2 separate regions of the Zea mays genome follow, and region 1 is linked to region 2. A link is a contact called in public Hi-C data. All regions are on one chromosome and are shown on one strand. The core of a region is the stretch at or near the end of the contact, and the rest is flanking DNA. Distances in the headings are between cores, read along the strand shown.

What was found. A called contact is a pair of places that touch in the nucleus more often than the background predicts.
Region 1: a Hi-C map of ear shows a contact between it and region 2, with 2.2 times the contacts expected there. The contact joins the promoter of LOC103654128 here to the promoter of LOC100193613 in region 2. A contact is called at or near these places in 4 of 25 Hi-C or Micro-C datasets (ear, endosperm, leaf and 1 more).

Annotation. Positions count from the first base shown.
Region 1 is chr4:177,063,858-177,066,557 of Zm-B73-REFERENCE-NAM-5.0, reverse strand. It overlaps LOC103654128, which reads left to right and starts at 1,403. Exons shown (of 1, transcript XM_020551909.2): 1 at 1,403-2,347. The coding sequence starts at 1,705. The coding sequence ends at 2,031.
Region 2 is chr4:176,703,300-176,705,999 of Zm-B73-REFERENCE-NAM-5.0, reverse strand. LOC100193613 reads left to right here and starts at 1,405. Exons shown (of 5, transcript NM_001138714.1): 1 at 1,405-2,139.

The DNA of each region.
Region 1 (2,700 bases), core at 154-2,653, 360 kb before region 2:
AAACACCAAGTAAAAAACATGGGACTGGGAATCCTGTACACATTGGAATGGATTAGACATTGGAGTACGTGTATATATAGGACTAATATATAACTGCTGTGTTTTGCAAAAAGAAATAAGAATAGCATCCACTCAGCACTGAACATACGCGCGTGTTTCTGCTCTTTCGTGGAAAGGGCCGGCCGCGGCGCAGGCGCGTATCACGCACAAAAGCTAGCTAGCCCTGACTGAGCCAACACTGCAGGCTAGCTGCAGTGTCCAGAAAGGAAAGAGCAAAAAAAAGGGCACTGGACTGGAGCTCCAAGAACAAGGCGCCCTTGACTGCTGCTGAGTGCTGATGATGCCCCCCCGTAAAGCCCGGCTGAAACCGGTGTTCAGGTTCATCACGGCCGGGTTCTTGGTCTTCTCGTTACTCCATGCCAACTAGTTTCATATACAACTGCAGCATGTGTTTTCTCTGTCAAAATTATATATATATATATATGCATGCATCGCTCATTGCGCTGTTCAATTTAGTTGTTCTGGCAGTCTATACTTTGCTGCGTGCTCATGGCCGCGCCCGGGCGCTTCGAAAAGTCGGGCGGCGAGACCGAGACCGAGACCTTTCCTTCGCAGCGTCAAACGTGGACACATACATAACCAGCCAGTGGCAAAACTAGACCACAACCACAACTCAGGGATGTGGGTGCCCTACTTCCTACCTAGTTCCTAGTGCTACTTTAGCAAAAATGGACTGTAGTACCTACGGAGTTCTTGTTGTTACACAGTTTCTTTCGTCGACATTAATTAATTAACACGAAATTGATGCCATCCACATTCATCTTCGTTCCTAGCTCGGCCGGTGGCTTGCTCAGATCAAAAGGCTGATTCATCTGTAGCTAGGGCTGATAATGGGCTATAAATTTTACACTATAAGATTTAAGGATCGAATCGGGTTAGGATCAGGCTCTATTTCTAGTCATTTTTGAACTATAATTTATTTAGGGCCTTGACATTTTGTGAAGAACCATTTGGATCACGATCCATTACCACCCCTATCTTGGCTCCTTCTTCCCCGTCTGGTGCTGCGTTTAATATTCCTAATGGAGTTTGAGTGCTTGAAATTGAACTGTCCAAGCAAAGTCTACGAGGTAAGTGAAGTGAAGGGACGACTGGCCACGTTGGGGACACGACGAGGCAGCCTGTGCTTGTCCATGGACATGGAAAAGCCTGTCTGCCCGGCCTCTTAGTTAGCTTTCTTCCTTGCCATCCTTCCTCGAGCCTTTCCAAAGATCGTTGTTTATACATGCATGCTCTAGCCTCTACAGTAGCTCGTATAGTACTATCATAGAACAGAACGATAGAGAAGGTTTTTTTTTTCACGTCCTTTTCAATATATGTCGCCATTCTATTTGCTTGACTGTCCCGGCCGGGCCTCTCCCCCCTCCCTGCTCACAAATATCACCGGGCACGGGGACATTAACAGTCAGTCACTGTGTGTGTGTCGAGTGGAGTGCAGCGGCGTGAAGTGAAACGAGGTCACCTCACCTCACCCACCTCCCACGAATACCCAACCCAACACCCACACAGCTCTACTAGCTGGCTTGCTTGCTTGGCTGCCCTGCTCTCTCCCGCACCCGCACTCTCGCTCGGCCCATGGGCGTTGGCCGCGGCTCTTGCTGCAGCCACTGAAGACGCCCGCCCGCGGCTCCTCCCCCGCTGCTCATGGCAGGAGCTCAATGCGCCGCCACAGCTGGGCCGCGCGCCGCCGCGCCGCCGCCGCTCCTCCTCGCCCTACTCCTGCTGTGCGCCTTCCTCTGCGCCGTGCTCGTGCTGCTCGCGCCGGCGGCTCGGCAGCACGGGGACGACAGCGACGAGACGGAGGAGCTCCACGCCGCGTCTTCTCCGTGGGGCCGCCGCGACCTCCCGCGCCCGGCAGCCGCGGCGGCGTGGCGGCCCCGGCCGCGCGGGAGGTGGAACTCCGCGGGGCAGGGGCTCCGGGACGGCAAGCACGAGGTCCCCAGCGGCCCCAACCCGGACTCCAATCGGTAGGCGGAGGCCAGAGAGAGGTAGGTGGTAGATCCGTGACGTGAGCCCCGCCCGCCGTCCGTTTTCGTTCCGGCGAGCGGTGATGGTCGAAGGCTCGAAGCCCAGCTCCTGTTCCTCCTGGTGGTCGCTCGGCCGTGTAGCTAGGCGTCTCGTGTCAGCTTGTTCTTTTTGCTTATATCTTCTGTCTTCTTAATTCTTCTCCGCCTCTCCTCTCTTTCTTCTTTATCAGAGATGATGAAAATGGATGTACAAAAAGATGAGCATCGAACGCGCGCGTTACTACTACTTGATAAACTTCCGCTATTGCTGCTGTGCTCAACTCAAATCTCGTCCATATGGTCATCATCTCAAACCGGAAGCAGATTTTTACAAGCGGGAGCGGCCTTGTTCGTTCCCTGCTCGTGCTCGTACTGATAATAATTCTGCCTTGTGCTGGACCAGCCACACACACACACATGACACACCCTGATTGCTAGCTTGTACGTACAATACCATAGCATAGGCATAGCATAGCACGCGTCGTGTCTGCTTCTGCTTGGTCTCGCTCGCATCACCTGACCTGACGGCCCCTGCAGTGCAGTGCAGCTCCACGCGTGACAGCGGCCGGACAGGCAGGTATGCATTGCAATTTGCAGGGGCATGGCCGACTGGCAGCTCGCTCGCAACTGATTT
Region 2 (2,700 bases), core at 156-2,655:
GCCAAAAATGTTTCCAACGGCGATGATAGGACCTGTGCGGCCACATATACATGCGGAAAGTTCACTCCCCTCAAAGCTCCCAGTTAGCTAAACTAGCTCAATTTATATTGGCACGGCATAGAAGCACCCAAATACATGCAAAAGGACGTCCACATGTTACAATGATATTGTTACATTGAGATCGTCCTATCTTTCCGATTTTCGACCATTATTTGGATCAATTCGTTTTTCCGTATATCTTATGTCTGGTCTTGTTTCCGACAATTTTGATTTCGAATCTGTTTTTGAATTAAAATGTATAAATGAAAACGCAGAAAGGGTTTATCCCAACGACCCGACCAATACCGTCCATCTACATCCTCTCCGCTGCAGCTACATGTAGGACCATTTTTTTTTACAAAAATAATATTCGCATTTGTGGACATGTTTCCAAAAATAATATCACCATATTTTATGCCACACTTTTTAAGGTTAGACGCTTAATTTCATTTTTATGCGACATCTTGGCATGTCTAAAAAAAATCTTGCAACGTTTTTATAAGTTGTTGACGAGTGTAACATACGTAACAAATTTTTCTTGTCATACCTATGGCTACAAACAAAACATAGACCTAATTCGGTCAAACATATTTAATCTTAGACGTGGGAAACTATATCAAGTAAGGCAACAAATCAAACAGAACTCATATGGTGCGTTTGGTTGAGGAGCCAACTGGATAGAGTGCCTCCATTCTAGTTTCTAAGAATCGAGCATTTCATTCTGTTTTTTGGCAAATAGGACGGAACCGCTTCATTTTTTATTTGGTTGAAGAGTAGAATAGAGCGGAGTCGCTCCGTTCATTATTTGGTTGGAGAGCCATATGAGTGTGGAGTGGAAAAGAGGGAGGAGAGCGCTCGCGTCCGATCATTTTAGTGGAGCGAGATCATCCCAAATAGTTGCCATATATAGACTCTAGAAACCATTCAGCTCTACTCCGTTGGAAATCAAACATTAAAAAAAATAAGAATGGAACCGTTCTATTCCTCTCTGCTCCTCGATCAAACACACACTTAAACTCGTTTTGATCTAGAGAGCCAACATTATGGGCTAAAGAGTCCGGTTCTATAGTTGAGGAAGAAAAAAAACTTTTATGACAATTGATGTCTTGATGGAGGTAAAATAGTTTTTTAAGGACTAGTTTGAGAACTCTATTTTTCTAAGGGATTTATATTTTTAAAAAAATTGAAAATCTGGAGGTTTTAAAACTAGCCCTAATAAATAAAAGTAAACCCGAGCAAGAACGAACCACTCTCGTACTCACGTCCACTCACATCCAGAAATTTTAAAAATAGAAAAACCAGCCCAATGGTGCTGTGTTTACAAATTACACCTGCTTGCTGTTGATCTTCGTTTCCCGTCCAGCCGTTTTTCGCATCCACGTGGGCCAGCCGGCCAGGCGACCGCCGCCACCGCCGCCCTACTCCTGGTCCCAGCTCTGCTGCACCCTTCGCCGGCGACGAGCGTCCACCGCGGCAGGTACACCCACCCCCCTCACTTTTGCCCCTCCAACCAAAAGCGCCGGCATCTCAAACCGGACGGCGCTCTCTTCTCTATCCTCTGTGTCCCCTCCACCAAAACCGACGACGACGTCGCTCTCCTCCACCGGTGCTCGGCGCTCTCCCTCCACCAGCGGCGGTCCACCGACGCTCGGCGAGCTCCACCGGCGGGCGCTGGTCAGATCCTCTCGGCAGTCATCCACCTGGCACGTCGGATAGCTCGCGCCTCCGTTGGCAGTCCCACCGCCGCCCGGCCCTCCCCCAGCGCCCCCGGTGATCCGGACCGCACCCGCTTGCTCGGCCTAACGACCGGCTCCTGCCCCGCCGCAGCCGAAGCTCCCAGCGTCCTCCTGCAGGCCGAGCTGAAGGTTCAGCGCGCCGGTGGAGTTCGACGACGAAACTCCGTCACGTCATACCTCTCCGCCTCCCGTCTCCAATCGGGGCTCCCAGCGTCTCGGAGAAGAGGAGCAGCACGGCACGGCGGCTGTGGCGAGGAAGGCTCCTGTCCCATCCCAACCCAGTTAGCAGCCGCCCAAGGAGGAGGAGATCCAATCGGCGTGCGGGCGTCCGCGGTCCATCCATCGATCCAATTCCAATCTGCAGGTGAGCAGCTCGGTTAGATTCCCAATCAACAGCTCGAATCGCCTGCTCTCCCATCCTATTGAATGAAACTATGATATACAATTGGTTTGCCTAGTTATTATCTCGAATTAATTTGTAAAGATCTCCACTTTGGTTCGATTTGATTGTTTCTTCAACTAGTGGCATATTGGTCTGCTTCTTACGCGATTCAACTATTGGCATATTGGTTGGATATGAATATGGCCATTTGCAGTTTTTCTAGCGTTTGCTAATGAACACCTCTAAAGGTGGCTGTTGCACTTGCAGTAGGATTACATTTGTGTGAAATCGAATGGTTGGTGATCTGTTGTTGACTGGTTAAGAGTGCTGCCAAAGTTTTAGTTTAGAGACCTGCTGCTCGGTGTTCGCCGTATCCCATCGCGTGTTAGCGTCTGCCGACTGTGTTCTAAATTTGTGTTCGTTTTGAAACTGTGTTCTGAAACCGTGCAAACTGTGTTTTAAAACTGTGCCGTAAAATAGACTGTCCTGTGAACGGCGGAGCTTAGCAGTTTTGATCTAGAGCTGAGCGGCGGCAGAGCGGGG